Regions from separate parts of the Capsicum annuum genome. Here region 1 is linked to region 2. The links are chromatin contacts, called in public Hi-C maps. All regions are on one chromosome and are shown on one strand. The core of a region is the stretch at or near the end of the contact, and the rest is flanking DNA. Distances in the headings are between cores, read along the strand shown. Region 1 has its middle 12 kb from the start of LOC107878613. Region 2 overlaps LOC107878611 (ubiquitin-conjugating enzyme E2 35).

Region 1 (7,229 bases), core at 348-2,847, 64 kb before region 2:
TTGGGTTTTCTAGGCAAACTTTGGTAGATTTACTTGAGTTATTAAAGCCCAATGAGAACTGAAAGACTCACTTCCAACTCTGTAATACCTGTTTATCAAAATGAACCATAATAGTAAAAAAAAAAAAAAAAAAAAAAAAATGTATTCAATATTAGAACGTTAAAGATTGAAATCTTAAAGTTTATATTTGAATCAGTCTACTCAGATATATTAAAAGAAAAATCATTATAGTCCAAATTGACGTATAAGAAAACGTGGCGTAATGTTAGATTGGTAAACACTTTGTGCGCATCAGGTGTTTAAATAAAGTTAATAGATATACATGATATACGTTATACATAATCGTTTAACACTTAACTATGATTAATCTGACATGCACTTCTCACCTCATTAAATCACTTAACTATAATATATTTATATGATTTGTCAAAAATAAATCTCTTTTTCTAAAAAAAAAATAAATAATATGGGGGTAATAATCTAATGTATCATAATTCTAAAGTTTTATGACGAAAATTAAATATTTCTTTATTTATATTTTTGTAAAAATAAATCTATAGTAACTTAGTAAGTATTTATCATAATTTTTCAGTTTTATAGCAAAAATTAAATATTTCTCTATTTATATTTTTGTTGTATTCTTCTTTTAGGGTGGTGAAGGAGGACCCACTAAATTAATATTAGATACACTATCTTTTATTTATGAAGGTAGAGAGCATCCTAAGTCAATATTCACGAGACTATGGTCAGCATATTTATGCTTTACCCCCATTGTCAAATTTCACATGAGGAATTCTTGCAAAATATATATATATATATATATATATATATATTATTTTACTAATAAAATTTCAAATTTTATAAATGAAATTTCAGGATATTATCATGGAGAACGAAATCGAACCGTCCTACATAGAAAGCTTTTGACTGTTCGAGAATTAGGTCACAATACCAAAAGATTGCATCGTTATTTCGCTTGTGAAATTTGAAATTCGATGACGATCATATGCCCTTGGATAATATTTCAGTGAAAGTTTACAATAAATTATATTAATTCAGTATGATTACTGCTAAAAATAATAAAATGTGTATTAAGCATGTATTTATTCGGTTGATATAATTAGTGACGGAGTTAAAATTTGACAACGAATAAATCTTAGAGGCTACGTCTAGAAGATGGATAACTGAACCGAAAAATTAACTCAAAATCCAACAAAATTTCATGCCAGAGGCATCTTTCTGAACAACAAACATTCAGATTAAATATAAAAGTGGGATATATTTTTCCTTTTTTCTAAAAAAAAAAAAAAACGTACTAGATCAGAACGTTAAAATAACTAATAAAATTATTATTATATGATCAGGAGATCATGATTCAAGTAGTGAAAATAGCACTTTGAAAAAATGCATGATAAATTTACGTAATATAAATTTTTATAACCTGATCATCTCTCAAACTTATGAATAGCGATAACTTTAGTAAAAATATTTTTTTTTTTCTTTTAAATAGATGGGAACAGAGTGGCCAATGAGTAGTGAAGAAAATACTAACCAAAAAGCACTTGATGACAAAAAATGTTCACAACCCAAACATGAGGAGAACTCCATTTTCTTGAATAACTTAAATTACTCTGAATTTCTGATGATGCCCATACCCCCCCCCCCCCCCCGACCCACCCAATCCCTCCGCCCCCTAAAATAAACTCTCAACCACCCACACCAATTGTTTTATTTTATTAAAATTTTTGTGCATTTAAGAGGAATCCAATGAACCCCAACAACAAACAATTGGGATAATTACTACTCCTACACAATGGTTTTAGTTTATGTTTTTAGGTTCTTGTGATTTTTAATAAATTAATAAATTAAATCTGGCAAAAAACAGAAGTCAGAAGAATATATACCAGTATAGGCTACCTAGCTAGCTTCTTTTCTAAGTTAATAATTCAGAATTTATTAGCTTATATAGAAATAAAATGTTTTTTTCTTTTTTACAAAATAACTTAATAGTATAGAGAAATTAGACAACTCATGATTTGATATTATTTAGGAATGAATATTATAAGCTTAAAAGTTAAAAGGGTTTTTAACTTATCGCAACATTAGTTGCACACTTACAATATGGTATTGACTAGGTTCATACTTTTTTTTTTTTTTTTTCAAAAGATAACCCCATTTTCTTTTACTTCAATAAAAATTACTTATCTTTTCTTATTTGTTTTTTATTTGTCATTTGATGTCCGATACCCGTTTTGAAACCTAAGTAATTTAGATTTGATGTCCGATACCCATTTTGATTCCTAAGTAATTTAGAGTTGCTTCAGAAAGTCTTATATTAAAGATAAAGCGCAATCTACAAAAGCAACTCTATATATTGTAGTACTTCCTTCGTTTCATTTTATGTGTCGCCTTTTGATCGAACACGAATTTTAAAAAATGAGTGATGACTTTGTAAAGTTTATAAAATTACCCCTCTTAAAGTTTACTTTTTAGTTGTCTTTTCTTATTGAATGGAATCCAATAAGAATAAAATGAGAATGCTGTCATTAAATAGTTATCAAATAAAGAAAGATCATATTTTTTTTGGAACGAACTAAAAAAGAATAGCGATACATAAAATAAGACGAAAAGAATATTATTTTTCTTATAACAAACGGGAAAAGAGTTAAAACGACAGTGAAAATGAGACGAACGGAATAACTATTTTTCGCCCTTGAACTTTGTGAAAACCGTACCCTCCTTAGTCCTTCCATTTCTCTTTTTTTCTTTCTTTCTTGATTTAGCCTTTTTTCAAAAAAAAATAAAAATTAAAAATTAAAAGACATCCTAAATTGGAGCAACCCTTTGTCTTTTTGGCCCCTTCAATCACGTGCTATTTCAGTTTCTTGAAAACAAAAAAAAACTTTGCTCGTTCCAAATTATGTATCGTCGTTTGACCGGACATAATATTTAAGAAATAAGTATTAATTTAGTTAAAGTTACAAAATTATCCTTCTTAAAAAAAGAATAATATTATTTAAAATTAAGTGAGACCACTTTTAATTAAAAAAATAAATAAAAAAGAGTAATAGTATTTAAAATTAAGTGGAACCACTAAAGGTAAAATTGTAATTGTGTTTTTAAAAACTTACCATATAAGGAAAGAGGATATTTTTTTAGGACGGATCAAAAAGAAAATGGTGACACATAATTTGGGACGGAGGGAATAACAAATTATTTTGGATACTAAAATGGTGCAAAAACTGATGGTCAAATATATGGCCATTGCCAGATTTTTGTTATTCAGTATGGGAGTTTTGATGATGATGATGATGATGAAAAGAGTAGCAGCATCTATATATCACAATTTTCTTATCCTTTTCTTCTTCTTCATCTGTAACGGTTTAAGTCGTAAAAACAATTTCTTACAGAAATATAAAGTAACGTTACGTATAATAAATTCTTATAGTTTCATTCGATCCTTTTCAGAACTTTGTATCTAGTGGAAGTTTTAGTATACCAGACTGTTCTAGGTTTTCCTTTTCTTTTTTTTTTCTACAATGGTTCAAATCGCAGAAATAACTTCTTACAGCGAAGTAAAGTAGCGCTACGTATAATAAATCCTTAATTATAGTTTTGGTCCTTTTCAGAACTTCGTACATAGTAGAACTTTAATACACCAGATTGTCCTGCCTATTCGTTTCTTATCCTTTCTGCAACGTAACGGTTCAAGTTGCGGAAATAACCACTGGCAGAAATGTAAAGTAACACTACGTATAATAAATCATTATATTCGATTCTTTTAAGAATTTCGTACATAGTGAAAGCTCACTATAGTGGATTAGACTGTCCTGCCTTTTCTTTTTCTAATTCTATGTATTAATTAATTACGTAAAGTTTTTGTTATTTTCTCAAACTTTCATATTTGATCAAACCAAAATAGTACTAACATAAGAGTAACATTAACTAACATGTGTATATCACATAGTATTAAAATACATTAAGAATGTAAATTATTTTTTCTTGAATTTAATTAGGATAAGGATTGTCTGAGAGATCAGAAAGGGAAAGTTCAGAATATATGGCGATATAAGCTAAGATTTATAAGTCCCATTCTCTACATTATCCATAATTCTATATTCCATCAAAAAAATTAGGGGGTGGGAGTTATTAATAGTTAACAAAAGGTGACAAAATTAGTTCACAAAAATATAACTCGTCTACTTTGTTTAGACTTGAGTTGATTATTGAGCTGCCTAGTTTAGTCGACTTAAAATGGGCTCATATACAACTCAAATTGATTCATCAGAAGTCTTGTCGAAATATTTTTAGAATAAAACAACTTTTAATTTATATAATTATGGTAAAAAATAGTAATTGTTTTATTAGGTTCTAACCAAATTATTAAAAACAAATAGAAGAATTAAAACTTAGCAAGAATTGAACGAGTTGAATTATGATTCGCATTTTAGCTCATTTCCACCCAAATAAGTTTGGGCGATTTAATAATATTAATCCATCTACTTATTAACTCAACCTATTTTGGCACGTCCGAATCACCCCATTGACACCTTTAATTGTTACTCCCCCGTTTCGATTCGCCTGACCTCTCTAGTATTTTTTGTTAATTATTAATAATTTAATAATATTTTTATTTAATTTTTAATATATAATTTTTTTGAAAAATAGAATTTTTATATTTAAATTCACACCAAATATTAATTAATTTGATTTTCATATTCAGAATCAAACCAAACAATAGGAAAGAGAGGGAGTAGCATTATTCATCATTTTCTGTTTTTTTCTTTGATTGGAAATGTGGGGTTTTATCATGTGCAATATTGCAGCACTAATGTTTAATTTACTGGAAATATCCATTAAGTATAGTCTTATTCAATTTCTATTTATGAACACATATTCAAAAAACATTTTCATTGGTGCCATGATGAAAATGAACACTAAAGTACATAGGCTAGTGGCCTATTACCAAATCCTTTTAGTAGCAATTCAATAACAGACTCGTTTGATCATGAAAATTTTAAAAATATATTCAATTTATTTGATATTTTTAAAGTTAAAAATAGAGTTAAAATTGTGTTTGATCATAATATCTTTAAAAATACTTTAGACTTTAAATGTACTTTTTTATAAAGTAATAGTAAAAATTGTGTAAAAAAAAGTAAGATTCAAAAAGTCAAAAATTATGAAAACGTATTTCAAAATACATTTTTGATTTTCATAACCAAATAAGTATTTCAAAATAAAGTAAAAATACATTCCAAAATATTGTGAATAATATCTATGGCCAAATGCCTACTTGGTATTTATTGATTTGACTAATATAAATACGTACAGTCGTTTGAAGGGAAACCTTGGGTTACCTAATAAAATATTTAATTGAAAGAAATAAAACAATAGACATACTTAAGCTCTTTTTTGGGAGGTCATGTCGTGAAGTGAAATTATATCGTATGTTAGTTAGAGAGGTTAACGAACTACTACGATCTATAGATTTTCCATATATAACTTCTCTGAAGTCTACAACAAATAAGTGGGAGAGAGGTTTTGGAGCTTGGTTAGATGTGAAGTCGCTTTTGTTAGGAAAAATTAGTTATAAAATTTATTTCACATCTCACAAAAGTCCTTCGATTGCTCGTGACGAGATAGAGAAGGATATATAGGGGTAGCGTTGGCAGTCTAACTAAGGTATTAAGTAGTATTTTATCTTTAATATAGAATATTCTGATGCAAATTTTAATATAATCGAACTCTAATATAAGTATAGAGTGTAAGAATGAAAAAGAAATAAACACACATGTTCATTTAAGGACAAAAAATTGGAGTCTTTTCCTTTTCAGATATTATTAATCAACATATTAGAGGTTTTGGTAGCTAGGCTAGGTTCTTCTAATCTGTGGGCAAAGGATAATTTAAGGTTTCAAAAAGCTGATTAGGGAATTTCAAAGGATAATTAAGGTTTCAAAAAAAGGGAATTTAATATTCATGAACCAATCGTTTGGGGGAAATTAAAGTTAGGAGATTTAAAATTATGTCTACACATATATAGGTACAGTTTGGCAAATCAGACTTTTGATAACTTTCACGTAATTTCATTTTATTTATACAGTCTAATAAAGCTACTCTTACTCCCCTAGCTATAGCTACTCCTATATATATTTTTATAACCGTGGTGTTCGACTATTCGGATCAGTTATGCGCATCTCGACTAATTTCACATGATATTTTAATTATTCAAATCAGTTAAGCGTATCTCGATTAATTTCACATGGTATTTCGACTATTCTATCTTATCACTTATGCGCATCTCGATTAATTTCACATGATATTTGTCATCTTTCACAAGTAAAGTTAACAGATATTAGGTTATTCTATCCATTAAAACTAGGACAAATAAGAAAAAATCTGCTAGTATTTGATCTCTATGAAAAATTGTTTTCTTCTTATATTGGTTTTTCATATTTTCAAGCTGAAATTGTTTATCAACTTAATTATTATTTGGTGTGCCAAAGCTTTTGCTAGGTTTCATTGTTTGACAAATGATGATTTAAGATTTTCAAGAATTCTGATTTAAGGTAAAACACGACTCTATACATGCACGCAGACGACACGCACACATATATATATATAACCAGGGGTACGGTGGAGCTATACTTGGCCGAGGGGTTCATCCGAACCTCTTTCGGCGAAATTTTTTACTATTTATATATAGTTAAAATTATTTTTATGTATATACAGTAAATGTTGAAATCCCTTCGATTAATTCGTATGTTTACTTCTGAACCCCCTTTACGAAAATCCTGACTTCGCCATTGTATATTGATTTACATGGTGACACAATTAAAAAAATAGCAGTCTCGCTCATCAATTGCACCACATACTTTGATGATCGTACCCTCGTATATATATTCATTAAGCATGTGAAACATTTTTTTTCACTAAACACTTTGGGAGTCACCCTGAATATAATCCTTATGTTCCATGAAACAACGACCAAAAATACAGCATAAAGTGTTGACGTGAAGTAAAAAAGTGTAAAGTCATGTCATTTAATTTTTGTTACCTAAAGTTGATGATATATAAAGTCTGAATTTTACCGCCTGAAAATAAAGTAAGGGTCTGAATTTTACAGCCTGTTAATCAAATCATTTTGTACTTTGCACATCAAAAAATTATATGCACTGATAATTGATCCCTAGCTCTTCTTTACACTAACAATCTAGGACAAAAAA
Region 2 (7,215 bases), core at 2,041-4,540:
TAATTCTTTTATTTTTTGGTGCGAATCTAAAATTAGTGTAACCATATGATTGGGGTTAATTTTGTTCTCATTAGCTTGCTCATGGAGGGTCCAAGACAAAGTATTGTGGACATATACTAAAATACGGTGGTTGGATAAGTTTTTAAATGTATAATTTGAAAGAAATATTTTGGGCGGCTGAAAATGACAAATAACCTTTCGGCAGGGGAAATTATATGACCAAAAAAAAATCAAACATTTGGTCTCATGTGAAGCGTGATATTCTTTAAACCTATATGAAATATTATTTTATGTGCCATTTTTTTTTTTCACATAACTAAATATTTCATTTTGTATGGATCATCATTCATATACCTAATACGATCAGACATTTCTATAATGATATTTTATTATAACAATTTAATTTATTTTAAAATTAATTTTTCATGTTATATTTTACTTTTTTATAACGGCGTTCTATCTATAACCGCAATGGTGCTTGTTATAGCTTGGTATATTCTTTAAAAAATTGTCTATCTATAACAACATACTCAAATATTATATAATGATGTTTATAAGAAATTTATTATGTACAAAATAAAATACCAAAATATTTATAGTATAATGTCATGCACACATTAAATTTCAAATACAAAACCTAATTTAAAAAAATTTGTATGTAAATAGTGCATATTTGTTATTTCATAACTTCACGAGGAGAAGACTATTAATGTTTTTTTTTTTTTTATATTCATGCTTTTTCTAATTTTGCATATTGTTATTTATAATAGCTAAATGAGATCGAAACATCAAATACTAATATACATATATAACAACATCTCTCTATAACAACCATAAAATTTTTGGACAAATACTGCTAATATAAAAGGTCACCGTATCTCCACCTTCTATCATCTCATATTTTTTTTTTTTATATATTTTTTACAATTTAGAGACTCTCCCTAAAGTATGAAAGTTAAACCTTTTAGGATCGTCTGGTAGAGTGTATAAGAATAATGCAAAGTATAGTGTATTAGTAATATTTGTATTAATAATACTTATGTTAGCTATACTTGCATTAGTTATGTTTATATTTTCTTATGCAGTGTTTGGTTTGATATATTAAAAACAATATGAAACACATAATTTCTCAAAAAAAAAAAAAAAAAATTTACAAAAAAATATCCTTCATATATAAATATTGAAAAGGATGCGAAATTTTTTTTAAGAGATGATTGTATTTTTAATCATGCTAATGCATGCATTAGATTCATTACATTACTAATATCATAGATTTTGAGGTATTAGTATTTAGTAATATGCACCTCAATACACAATAGGGTGGATAACTAATATACATTAGTTATATCTAGACTAAAAAATATATCAAATAAAATACTAATAATATACAAGACTAATACATACATTGTTCGTTTTAATACACTCTACCAAACGACTTCTTAGACTGAATATAGTGTGATAAGGTTAATTCGAGTGATTGGTATAATAAGGTTCCTTCGGAGTTCGTACTATAGAAATATTTGACTAGCTAATTACAACCTCAACATAGATCAAAATATAAAATAAACGTACTCTTTAACTTGGTCTTACGTATATTTATATCCTCAATTTTAGGTATGTATAGATAGACACTTAAACTTATATAAAATTGAACAAGTAAATACATGTATCCTATATGACGTTCTACGTGAAACTTCACGTCCTATGCGTATTATTATGCAACATAGAATGCGTGTGTCTACTCGTTCAATTTTATACAAATTTAAATACTTACTTGTGTACATCCAAAACTGAAGGACATAAATATTAATTAAGACCAAGTTAAACGACACGTTTATTTATTATGCCAAGAAAATACAACACTAAATGGATGAGGCATTTAGGACAAGAAAAAACACAATATAAGGTACCAGACAGACTAAAAAAACTCCCCCTTATTCACTGTAGATTATGAGTGATTGAATTTGACATGACTTGTGAGAGAGTACATAAAAATAAAATTGGACCAAAAGCTTTTAGTATTATGACACATCATTCACATCATCCTTCATTATTGCCCCCCTCTGTAAAAATGTAACCGTTACTATCGTGGATAGCTCATACAACATAAACGTATCCGATGTAGTTTCATAAGTGGAGTTTGGAAGAGTTGTATGTACACAGATTAAATTCTGATCTTAAAAGATAGAGAAATTATTTCCGATGAACAGTCGACTTAAAAAGAATAAATATATCAAAGCAGTTTGAGTAAAAGAATTAATAACTGAAGAATTCACACCAGAATTATAATGAGAAAATACAAAATGTATGACAATAAGCTTTTTGTCTTTGCATGCTTCTGATTTCTGTACTCTGATACTTGCAGCTGTAATTTTACAAGGCAAAGGTAGCTTTGATCTCTATTCACTGTACTTTCTTGACGTGGCATGACTTGGACAAAGTAGTAAAGATAAGATACTGTCTATTCAGTCGAAGCACGTTAAAGCTTAAAGAAAGTACTTTGATACACTAAAACTTTAGCTATGTGCGAAATTCGAAAAGGAATCAAACCACAAGGGTCTTATCGTACGCAGGAGCGGACTTATGGCCTATTTTGTGGTGGTGCTCTGACACGCGTTAAATCTGATGCAGACTAATACAATTATATAAGAAATGCATAAAAAATGATGTAAGATTTTATAAAAGCAACCGGTAAACCAAGAAGACAACTGAGTGCTTTAAAATTTCTAGAGTCTACCATTGATAGTACGCAAAAGAGCCAAACCTATTGTACACAACTTCACCTTACATTTTTATAATTTGAACCCATGACCTCGTAATCATTGCATGAAAATAATTTTACCAATTACTCCAAGGTTTTCCTTCAAACAGGTTTATATCTTCTCCGATCATATGATCTATACTATTATTACCAAAATACTCCATTTGATTGATCAAGGAATTTTACAAGCCAAGTATTTTGAATCTTTTCATCTGATAGACCAAATACGTTAACGTTGCTTCAATAGCTACACTTGTTCGAATCCTTGTAGGTTATATAGAATGATGTTACTCCTATTAGTTAATATAGTATTAAAACAATTTGAAACATGTCACTACGAGGAAAATTGCAAATCATGGCATTTCTAAGATCATTCATGTAATGTCTTTATAACCTTGCAGTTGCTTGTAGCTCAGAAAAAATGCCCTTGACAAGCTATGGAAAAACTAAAGGGCCTAATCTCAAGATAAGGACAGGTAATATGAATAATGTACCAATAATTCTTTATAAAGCAAAGGTGCTTTAATATTCACTTTACTCATGGTAGGTACCACACTACCATGTGGAGCAACACTACTGTTGTTTATAAAAGCTATTTTGACTTGAAAACAACTAAAATAAGTCGATCGAAACAGGCTCTCATACCATATGTAAAGATACTAATTCTTCACATAGTTAAGAGTTCGATTATCTTCATTTCACATTGTTTTGGGGTTCATCTGCCCAATTAGATTGGAACGGAAGGATAAAACAGAAAAAATAATTATTCATGGAAAAATAGAAGTGAAAAAGCGGCACGGACAACCCCGAACAAACAATGCAGAATAGGGGGAAACAGAAAAGGATCGAAAGAAAAAAAGGGCCGAACTATGGATCTTCCTTGGCAAATTCATCTTCTTGAAACAAATCTATGGAGGTCGATCGATGCCAGCTGCAGCAATACTAATTTCCGATTCCAACCCACAGATCTGAATCATTTAACTGCTGTTGCAGTGACAAAATCCTAAACATATCCAGTTTTGTTGTAACAAGTTCATTCCTGAACATTAGAAAACCAAAGGGTGTCACATTATGTTATACAATTTCAAGGATGGAAGCAATTATGGGGAGGTAATTGGAAGAGTTCAGCCATTAACAGCCATCCGAGTATCATATTGATAAGCCAGTCAATAGTAGATTACATTCCATGATTTTTGTTATATTTGAATATTTCATTGCTATCTCTTCATGCACCACTAGCATATAGACGCGTCCACTCCTTAGCTGGATCATTGAAGAAAAAGGAAACTCAAATCAATGATCGAAGAAAAAATGTGTATACAGATTTGCATAACCAGAAGATGCTAATTTTCTACTTCTGCAGTAGTAAATGGAAAGACCACAACACAATTTACCCGTTTCAACAGCTTCAGCCTCATTTGCCTTCCAGTGCTTTGCGATGTTTTCAGAGAGTGGATCATCTGGATTTGGAGCACTCAAAAGTGCTTGAATGCTGAAACATGAATAAACTTTTTAAAGTTCCAACACCTTAGAAAGCTTAGTCTGGTTCTCATTTTCGTAGTATTCATCAGTCTTGCATCTTTTGGTGCATACAGAGAGATGAGAAAAATATTTCAAAGCATGATAAAATACTGAATACCTCAAAAGTACAGTACGGATCTGAAGAGCAGGACTCCACTTGTCTTTAAGAATGTCAAGACATATCCTACCAAGCTTCACATCAAAGACATACATAAGCAAAGGTATTTTATTTTTGTGGCTTATATCCATGTATGAAAGAGTTGATAAACACAACAAACCTTATCAATGTTCGGATGGTAGATTTTGGTGAGGAATCGAACCTGTTGGGATGCAAGTTGATCAATGACTAACCGACAGTATACACATAGCAAAACTTTACAACATGTTTAAACGTATAAAACAACAAACTTGCACAAGCAAATAATATCTGCAACTATTAAGATCAAGGGTACATGTTCTATTTAAGTAGAAGTCCACAATCATTTGAAAAGTAAGCTTCCTGAAAAGACTAAGCAACACCAGGTACATCATCCAGAAACATATCATGAAAAGCACCCAGGAAAAGTTGCAATATTATACCCCAACAGTCTTCCCGGATTTAGTATCTTTATGCATCTACACATATAGGTATTGCCTTTGTATAACTCCAAGCTTTTGCAGATGTAGGCAATCTCAAGTGTTTGAAGGACCGAGTAATTGTGTCCACGCCAGAACTAAGGTCATGAGTCATGACATCCTTCATCTTCAATTATCCAACAGATCATTAGTCCGAATACCAACTACAACAACAACAACAATATACCCAGTATATTCCCACATAGTGGGGTCTGGGGGTAGAGTGTACCCAGATCATACCACTACCTCCGAAGAAGTAAAGAGACTGTTTCCGATAGAACCCCAGCTTAGGACCGATAACAGTATAGCAAATCACAAAACATAAATGCGTATAGACTAGTACAGTATGCAAAATAAACTAACATCGGTATTCACAGGTAATACAACAGCCACCAGATACTACTAAAAAACTATCTAACCGAAAACATAGACATCACTCAACACCCACGAACAAGAAACTTCCAAACACAAATAAAGAAACGCTCCCGACTCCTAACCCTCTACCCTAATCTGCATCCTCCACACCTTCCTATCAAGGGTCATATCCTCTGTCAGCTGTAACTGCTCCATATCATGCCTAATCACCTTCCTCCAATATTTCTTCGGCCTACCTCTACCCGCCTAAAACCATCCATAGCCAGTGACACATACCTCCGCACTGAAACATCAGAGCCCCTCCTCATCACGTGCCCGAACCAACGGAACCGCACTTTTCGCATCTTGTCTTCCATCGAAGCCACCCCCACCTTCTCCTGAATAATCTCATTCCTCACCTTATCTTTCCTGGTATGGCCACACATCCATTGCAACATCCTCATCTCCTCCACCTTCAACTTCTGGATGTAGGAGTTCTTAACTGGCCAACACTCCGCTCCATACAACATAATTGGTCGGACTGCCACTCTGTAGAACTTACCTTTAAGTTTCGGGGACACCTTCTTATCACATAAAACTCCTGAAGCGAGCCTCCATTTCAACCACCCTGCCCCAATATAATGCATGACATCCTCGTCAATCTCGCCATTGCCTTGAATCATAGACCCCAGACTTGAAACTCTCCCTCCTCTGAATGGCCTGAGAGTCCAGCTTCACAACCACGTCAGCCTCATGCGACATATCACTAAGCTTACACTCCAAGTACTCCGTCTTGGTCCTGCTCAACCGAAATCCTTTAGACTCAAGGGTCTGTCTCCAAATTTCCAACTTATCATTAACTCCTCGAGTCTCGTCGATCAATACCACATCATCTGCAAATAACATACACCAAGACACCTCCCTTTGAATATGCCGCGTCAACACATCCATCACTAAAGCAAATAAAAAAGGGCTAAGAGTCGATCCCGGGTGCAAACCTATCAAAACCGAAAAGTGCTCTGAATCACCTCCTACCGTACTCACACGAGTCTTTGCATCATCATACATATCCTGAATCGCCCTAGTGTACGCCACGGACACCCCTCTAACTTCCCAGCACCTCCACAAAATCTTCCTGGGAACTCTATCATAAGCCTTCTCAAGATCAATAAACACCATGTACAAGTCTTTCTTCCTTTCCTGAAACTGCTCCACTAATCTCCTCACAAGGTGAATGACCTCCGTAGTCGAGCGACCTGGCATAAACCCAACTGATTCTCAGAAATAGTCACGATCCTTCTCAACCTCAACTCTACCACCCTTTCCCAAACCTTCATAGTTTGAATACCAACTAAGCCCAACAAATCTAAGAAACCTCACACAACAACATGCCAGTATGAATCACTGTCCAAAGTCATATCTATTAAAGTATCTTAAATAACCAACATAGACTAATTGTGGCATATTCAAATTTGACAAACAGTTCTTTTCACAACCTGATTGTCTTGGTCCTATTCCATCTCAGTCACGGGAAGTCCCATTCTTTTGAGTCTTCCCACGGGAAGTGCCCCCCCTTTGGCTAGGTTGAGAGAGTGTTCTTCCAAGAGCTCAAATTAAATTTCTAGGTGAAGTTCAACAATGGTATTTGCACATTGTTACTACCACATAGTAACAGACTTTAAAAATCACAAAAATTGATCATTAGTACTTTATTTATTCCAAAAATAACATGTATCGCGAAACCAATATCTAGGTAGCCCAAGTATACTATTTTCACAATCCCACACTGCATATAAATGGAAGCAGAATGTGAGGAAAACAGTCACCTAACCAGTACTCCTAGAAAAGCAACCTCAACATGTACAAAGTTGTGAAACATGATCCCAGATCAATAGGATTGTCTCCTAGTTTTTCAACTGCCATGAGCTTCTCTGTGTATGCATCTCATATCAAACTTGAGCATC

Evidence for each region. A called contact is a pair of places that touch in the nucleus more often than the background predicts.
Region 1: a contact with region 2 is called in a Hi-C map of leaf, with 2.9 times the contacts expected there. The contact joins two enhancer-like sites. A contact is called at or near these places in 4 of 5 Hi-C or Micro-C datasets (bud, leaf and placenta).

What each region holds. Positions count from the first base shown.
Region 1 is chr7:219,959,944-219,967,172 of UCD10Xv1.1, reverse strand. No RefSeq gene overlaps it. Among protein-coding and RNA genes, the nearest start is that of LOC107878613, 12 kb to the left of the region's middle. Within about 2 kb of position 1,597, at least 3 of the 5 cell types and tissues checked have an H3K27ac peak or open chromatin away from gene starts, as enhancers often do. A contact at or near this core is called in leaf, where this site is marked.
Region 2 is chr7:219,897,541-219,904,755 of UCD10Xv1.1, reverse strand. LOC107878611 (ubiquitin-conjugating enzyme E2 35) reads right to left here. Exons shown (of 8, transcript XM_016725654.2): 5 at 4,561-4,602; 6 at 4,401-4,474; 7 at 4,156-4,253; 8 at 3,779-4,024. The coding sequence ends at 3,987. Among protein-coding and RNA genes, the nearest start is that of LOC107878611, 6.5 kb to the right of the region's middle. Within about 2 kb of position 3,290, at least 5 of the 5 cell types and tissues checked have an H3K27ac peak or open chromatin away from gene starts, as enhancers often do. A contact at or near this core is called in leaf, where this site is marked.